2 separate regions of the Macaca mulatta genome follow, and region 1 is linked to region 2. A link is a contact called in public Hi-C data. All regions are on one chromosome and are shown on one strand. Each heading gives the region's core, a stretch centred on a gene start, on an enhancer-like site or on the middle of the called end of the contact. The rest is flanking DNA. Distances are from core to core; before and after follow the strand shown.

What was found. A called contact is a pair of places that touch in the nucleus more often than the background predicts.
Region 1: a Hi-C map of cortical neurons shows a contact between it and region 2, with 4 times the contacts expected there. The contact joins the promoter of PSMD8 here to the promoter of CATSPERG in region 2. A contact is called at or near these places in 6 of 14 Hi-C or Micro-C datasets (CD4 T cells, blood, cortical neurons and 3 more).

The regions. Positions count from the first base shown.
Region 1 is chr19:49,457,134-49,459,833 of T2T-MMU8v2.0, reverse strand. It overlaps PSMD8 (proteasome 26S subunit, non-ATPase 8), which reads right to left and starts at 1,289. Exons shown (of 7, transcript XM_015123856.3): 1 at 899-1,289. The coding sequence starts at 1,258.
Region 2 is chr19:49,420,340-49,423,039 of T2T-MMU8v2.0, reverse strand. CATSPERG (cation channel sperm associated auxiliary subunit gamma) reads right to left here and starts at 1,381. Exons shown (of 28, transcript XM_015123854.3): 1 at 1,318-1,381; 2 at 1-16. The coding sequence starts at 2.

The sequences.
Region 1 (2,700 bases), core at 40-2,539, 37 kb before region 2:
TGATCTTCCCCACCATCTACTGGGGAAGGGGTAGCTGGGCTATCCCCAAAATCTGTATCTGGGAGGGGGAGGTCCAAATCTCCCCACACAGTTCAGCCCATACATTTTTCCTTAGCAGACACAGCAGCTTGTTCCAAGCCACTGGATTTATACTCCCTCCCAACACATACTTGGTCTCAAGCACTCTGAGCCCCATATTCTTGTTCTCTACTTGTAAGAATATTTCCTCTAGGTTCAGTCCTGCCTTCACAACTAGGCTGCCCCCTCTCCCCACAGATGCGAGCCTAAGCCCCAGATCTCTCAGATCCTAACCCAGCCTGGTCTTAACGACACACCCTCTACACAGTCCACCTTTTCAGTCTCATTCTTTTATCATTCTGGGCAGTCCTCATTTCCCACTTGGTCTTGCCTGGACTCCACCATCAGGAAAAGAAAGAACCCCAGTCCTGCCACTCCGACCAGTTAAGCCTCCAAGCACCAAAACTCTAACCCCTCACTCATTCTGCCATCCCGAGTCTTTCCATCATTCCCCCACCACGCCCGCGTAGGTCCATTCCAGTCATCTCTCACCTGGAAAAAAAAAAAAAAAAAGTGTAGAGACAAGAGTCTCGCTTTGTTGCTCAAGCTGATCTTGAACTCTTGGGCTTAAGTGATGCTCCCCCGCCAAGTGCTGCGATTACAGGCGTGAACCACCGCGCCCTGTCCTCTCTCGCTTCTTGACCCCCTCCGGGCCGCCACTTTGGCTGCTCCAAATCTTTCGCCCAGTCGGATCCCCCAGCCCGCCTCAGTCTCGCTGGCACCGAGGTGTATTCCGCGGCCCGGGACTTGGTTGGGTCCAGACGCCTCGTAGCGCCCCCCACGCCCGCAACACTCGGTTTCCTGGGCCTGCCAACCTTACCTTTAGCCGGCCCAGCTCTTCCCCGCACTTGCTAAGATTGGGGCTTTTACGATTCCACTCGCCCTTGAGTTGCTCGTACATGCCGGTCGCGGCTTGTAGGACAGCGCCCGAGGTCGCCGCGGGCCCCGAGCTCGAGAAGCCTGCCGCCCCGTTCACCGCCGCGGCCGCCATGTTGCGTGATGCGGCAAGCCGACCGCCCGATTTACGGCAACGCCGCCTACAGACGCTCGCCCGGCGGAAGTGGGGCCGAGAGGTGGAGCCCAAGGCCCGGGGCGGGGCTACAACCTGCCTCCGCCCGCCACGGGTAGCCCGCTGTCGCTCTCGAGGTGGCGCCCTCGGAGCCCTGCCCTTAATGAACATGTCAGTTGGAGCTCCGCCTCTGTCGTCACTCAAGATGGTGACCGGAAGTCGGCTTTTGCTCTAACTGAAAATGACAGCTGTCTCAACGCCGCCCTCCCGCCCCACCGACCTCACGGTTCCAGTAATGAACATGGCTGCCCTGGTTTCAGTCTGAGTGTTCGGGACGCTACGTAGCTGTCCTGAAGGTTCCGCCTTCGGGGCAGCGTCTCCAGCCAATAGGTGGCGATGTCGTGCCGTTTGGAGAGCTGTGTTTTACTCATTTTATAGACAGGCCGGGTAACCTTCCAACGGACTAACAGCTAGGATGTATACCTGGGGCTCCCTCTCCAGTCTCTTTTTCTTTTTTCTTTTTTTTTTTTTTGAGACGGAGTCTCGCTCAGTCGCCCAGGCTGGAGTGCAGTGGCCGGATCTCAGCTCACTGCAAGATCCGCCTCCCGGGTCTACGCCATTCTCCTGCCTCAGCCTCCCGAGTAGCTGGGACTACAGGCGCCCGCCACCTCGCCCGGCTAGTTTTTTGTATTTTTTTGGTAGAGATGGGGTTTCACCGTGTTCGCCAGGCTGGTCTCGATCTCCTGACCTCGTGATCCGCCCGTCTCGGCCTCCCAAAGTGTTGGGATTACAGGCGTGAGCCACCGCGCCCGGCCTCCAGTCTCTTTTTCAATGCATCCTTCCACATCTTTTTCCCAAGCTTATATAAACGAACTAGTTACAAACCTCATCCAGCTCTATGGCTTTAAATATCATATGTAAATGAAGGATTCACAATTTTTTTTTTTTTTTTTGAGACGGAATTTAGCTCTTGCTGCCCAGGCTGGAGTGCAATGGAGCGATCTTGGCTCACTGCATCCTCCGCCTCCTGGGTTCAAGTGATTCTTCTGCCCCAGCCTCCCAAGTAGCTGGGATTACAGGCACGTGCCACCACATACAGTTAATTTTCGTATTTTTAGTAGAGCCCAGGTTCCACCATGTTGGTCAGGCTGGTCTCCAACTCCTGAACTCAGGTAATTCCCCGGGCCCTGGCCTCCCAAAGTGCTGGGATTACAGGCATGAGCCACCTTGCCTGGCCAGTATTCACAGCTTCTTATACCAACTTCTCCTTCCTCCATTGATTGATATTACACCTGAACATTCAACATCGCTTTTTCTCTCTTTTTAAAAAAAATTTATTTTAAATTTTTTGTAGAGACTCATACTGCCCAGGTTGGTCTCGAACTCCTGAGCTCAAGCGATCTTCCTGCCTTGACCTCTCAAAGTGTTGGAATTCACAGGTATGAGCCACTGCGCCTGGACAGCACGTTTTTCTCAAGCCGGGCTCTCACTCTCTGTCTCCACTATTTAGAATGTCATCTCCATGGAGGCAGGACGATTTCCTTCACCACTGAATTCCCAGTATCTCAGTGCTTGGCAAATATCAGTCGACAGTCAATAAATATTTGTTGGCC
Region 2 (2,700 bases), core at 132-2,631:
ATAATGTGGCTAGAACCTGGAGAACGCAGGCGTCAACACCCACGCAAAACAGCTCTCTGGAGCCCACTTCTAAGACTTCACCTCGCTTCTGCGCCTCGCACAGCCCATGCTCCTGGTCACGCCCCGGCTCTTGCTCCTGGCCCCGCCCCTGCTCTTGCTCCTGGCCCTATCCCCGCACGGACTTTTAGCCCCGCCCCTGCTCTTGTTCCTGGCTCCGCCTCTGCACTTGCTCCTGGTCCCGCCCCTGCTCTTGCTCGTCGGAACCCTAGTGGGGATCGCACCTCTGCTATTGCTCCGGACCCCAGCCCTACTAATGTTTCTGGCCACACTCCTGCTCCTGCGCCTCGTTCCGCCCCGCCTCCACGTTTCTTCCTTTATCTCCACCTTGCTCCTTGTTTCGCCCCCTCTCTGTATTCCACTCTTGCTCTTCACCTGGTCTTGGTTTCTATTTCTCGCTTTGACAGCCCCTCTCTTGTGTTCCCCCGTCCTGCTCCTGCCTGCGATCGCACCCGTGTACTTCCACCCGACTCTGCCCCAACTTCTTGCCCTACCCTCGCACTTCTCTTGGTATCGCCCCTTTCTCCTCGCTCGGCGTCTGCCCAGGGGCAGGGTACTGTGCCTGGTCTTGCCCCTCTCCGGGCCCCGCCCCTGCTCTTGCTCCCGGCCCCGCCCCTGCTCCTGACCCCGCCCCTGCTCCCGGCCCGGCCCCTGCTCTTGCTTTCGGCCGGGCTCCTGTTTCTTGCCCAAGGCTTGCTCCTCGCTCTGCTTCCGCTCCCGGCCCCGCCCCTGTTTCTCCACCTGGTCTTTATGGACCCGTCCCTTCCCCGGGTTCTCGGCGATTGGTTCTTCTAGCACCGGCCCCTCGCCCCGTCCCGCCCTCTGGTCACGCCCCTCCTCCTCGCCCTGCCCCTTCTCGATGAAGACTGTCTCTTCGCCTCGGGATCTTTCCTTGCCCTTCGTTGTTTCCTCGCCCCACACCTTCTCCTTCCACGCCGGCCCTAGCTTCTTAGCCGGCACCTTCTTGAGTCTCACCTTCCCCTCGTACCACGACACCTTCTTGACCCACTTCTTACTCTTCCTTCCCATGCCATGAACACCTGCCTGCTTTGTACCCCGACTCTCCTACCCCGCCCCGCCCTTCGCCCTTCACGTTCGGCTCCCCCTTTCCCTCTTCTGCCAGCTCCCACGACTCTCCCCTCTTTCCCCTGCCTCTCCCCTTCTCGCCTCCCCCCTCCCCTCCCCTTCCTAATTCCTCCCCCTCCCCGGCATCCCCCCGCCCCGGGATGGCACCGCTCTTTCTCCCCGGCCCCGTGGTACCAGTCACTTGGTTAAAACCGGTCAACTGTCACTCGGCCGCACCAGTCCCGCCCCTCTTGCCCGGTCTCAAAATGGCCGCCCACACTTCCACAGCCGACTTCCGCCTTTGCAGAGGCACGCCCTCCACTCACGCTGTCTCCAAGGTAACGCGCAAGCCCTAAGACACCTAGGGCCGGGGACAGTCTCAGCACTCAGAGCGCGGAGCCTGGTCGGCAGAGGGTGCTGGAGACAACGTTTATGCCAGGAAGGCCTTCAAGAAGTTTCTATTGGTGGTTCTGGCAGCAAGCACCGTCCCTACTTGTCCTTCTACCCAAATATTCTTTTTTTTTTTTTTTGAGACGGAGTTTCGCTCTTTCACCCAGGCTGGAGTGAAGTGTGAAGTGACGCGATCTCGACTCACTGCAACCTCCGCTCCCCCGCTCAGGATTCAAGCGATTCTCCTGCCTCAGCCTCCCGAGTAGCTGGGATTATAGGCTCCCGCCACCACGCCTGGCTAATTTATTTTTTGTATTTTTAGTAGAGACGGGGTTTCGCCGTGTTGGCCAGGCTGGTCCCAACTCCTGACCTCAGGTGATCCACCCACCTCGGCCTACCAAAGTGCTGAGATTACAGCTTAAAAAAGTGTGGGATTACTCCTTTAAAAAGTGTGGTTTCCTAGAGACCTTGTGAGAGTGAATCGGCTACTTAGCACCATCCTCTAAAAAACAGGACAAGGACAGCCATCTCACACAGTTGTGGGAAGTGTGCCTGGCTCGAGTAAAATATTAATTTTCATTTGCATTCTGATGCCTTATAGGTAAGGATTCAGGCCATGACTTTTTGATGAATTCCAGACCAGACATTTAACCCAGTGTTTTTCAAATTTGAGCATGTATTAGACTCACCTAAAGGGCTCGGTAAGCCAGGTTGGTGGGCATCACACCCTGAATTTTTGTTTTTGTTTTACAGATGGAGTCTCTGGCTGGGCATAGTGGCTCATGCCTATAATCCCAGCACTTTGGAAAGCTGAGGCAGGCGGATCACTTGAGGTCTGAAGTTCGATGCCAGCCTGGCCAACATAAAACCTTGTCTGTACCAAAAAATACAAAAATTAGCCGGGCATGGTGGCGGGCACCTGTAATCCCAGCTACTTGGGAGGCTGAGGCAGGAGTTGCTTGAACCCAGGAGGCAGAGGTTGCAGTGAGCCGAGATCCCTCCACTGCACTCCAGCCTGGGCAACAGAATGAGACCCTGTCTCCAAAAAAAAAGAAAAGAAATTAAACCAGCTGTGGTGATGCACACCTGTAATCCCAGTACTTTGGGAGGCTGAGGTAGGAGGATCACTTGAGACCAGCCTGGGCAATATGGTGAGACCCTGTTGCTAATTTTTTTTTTTTTTAATTA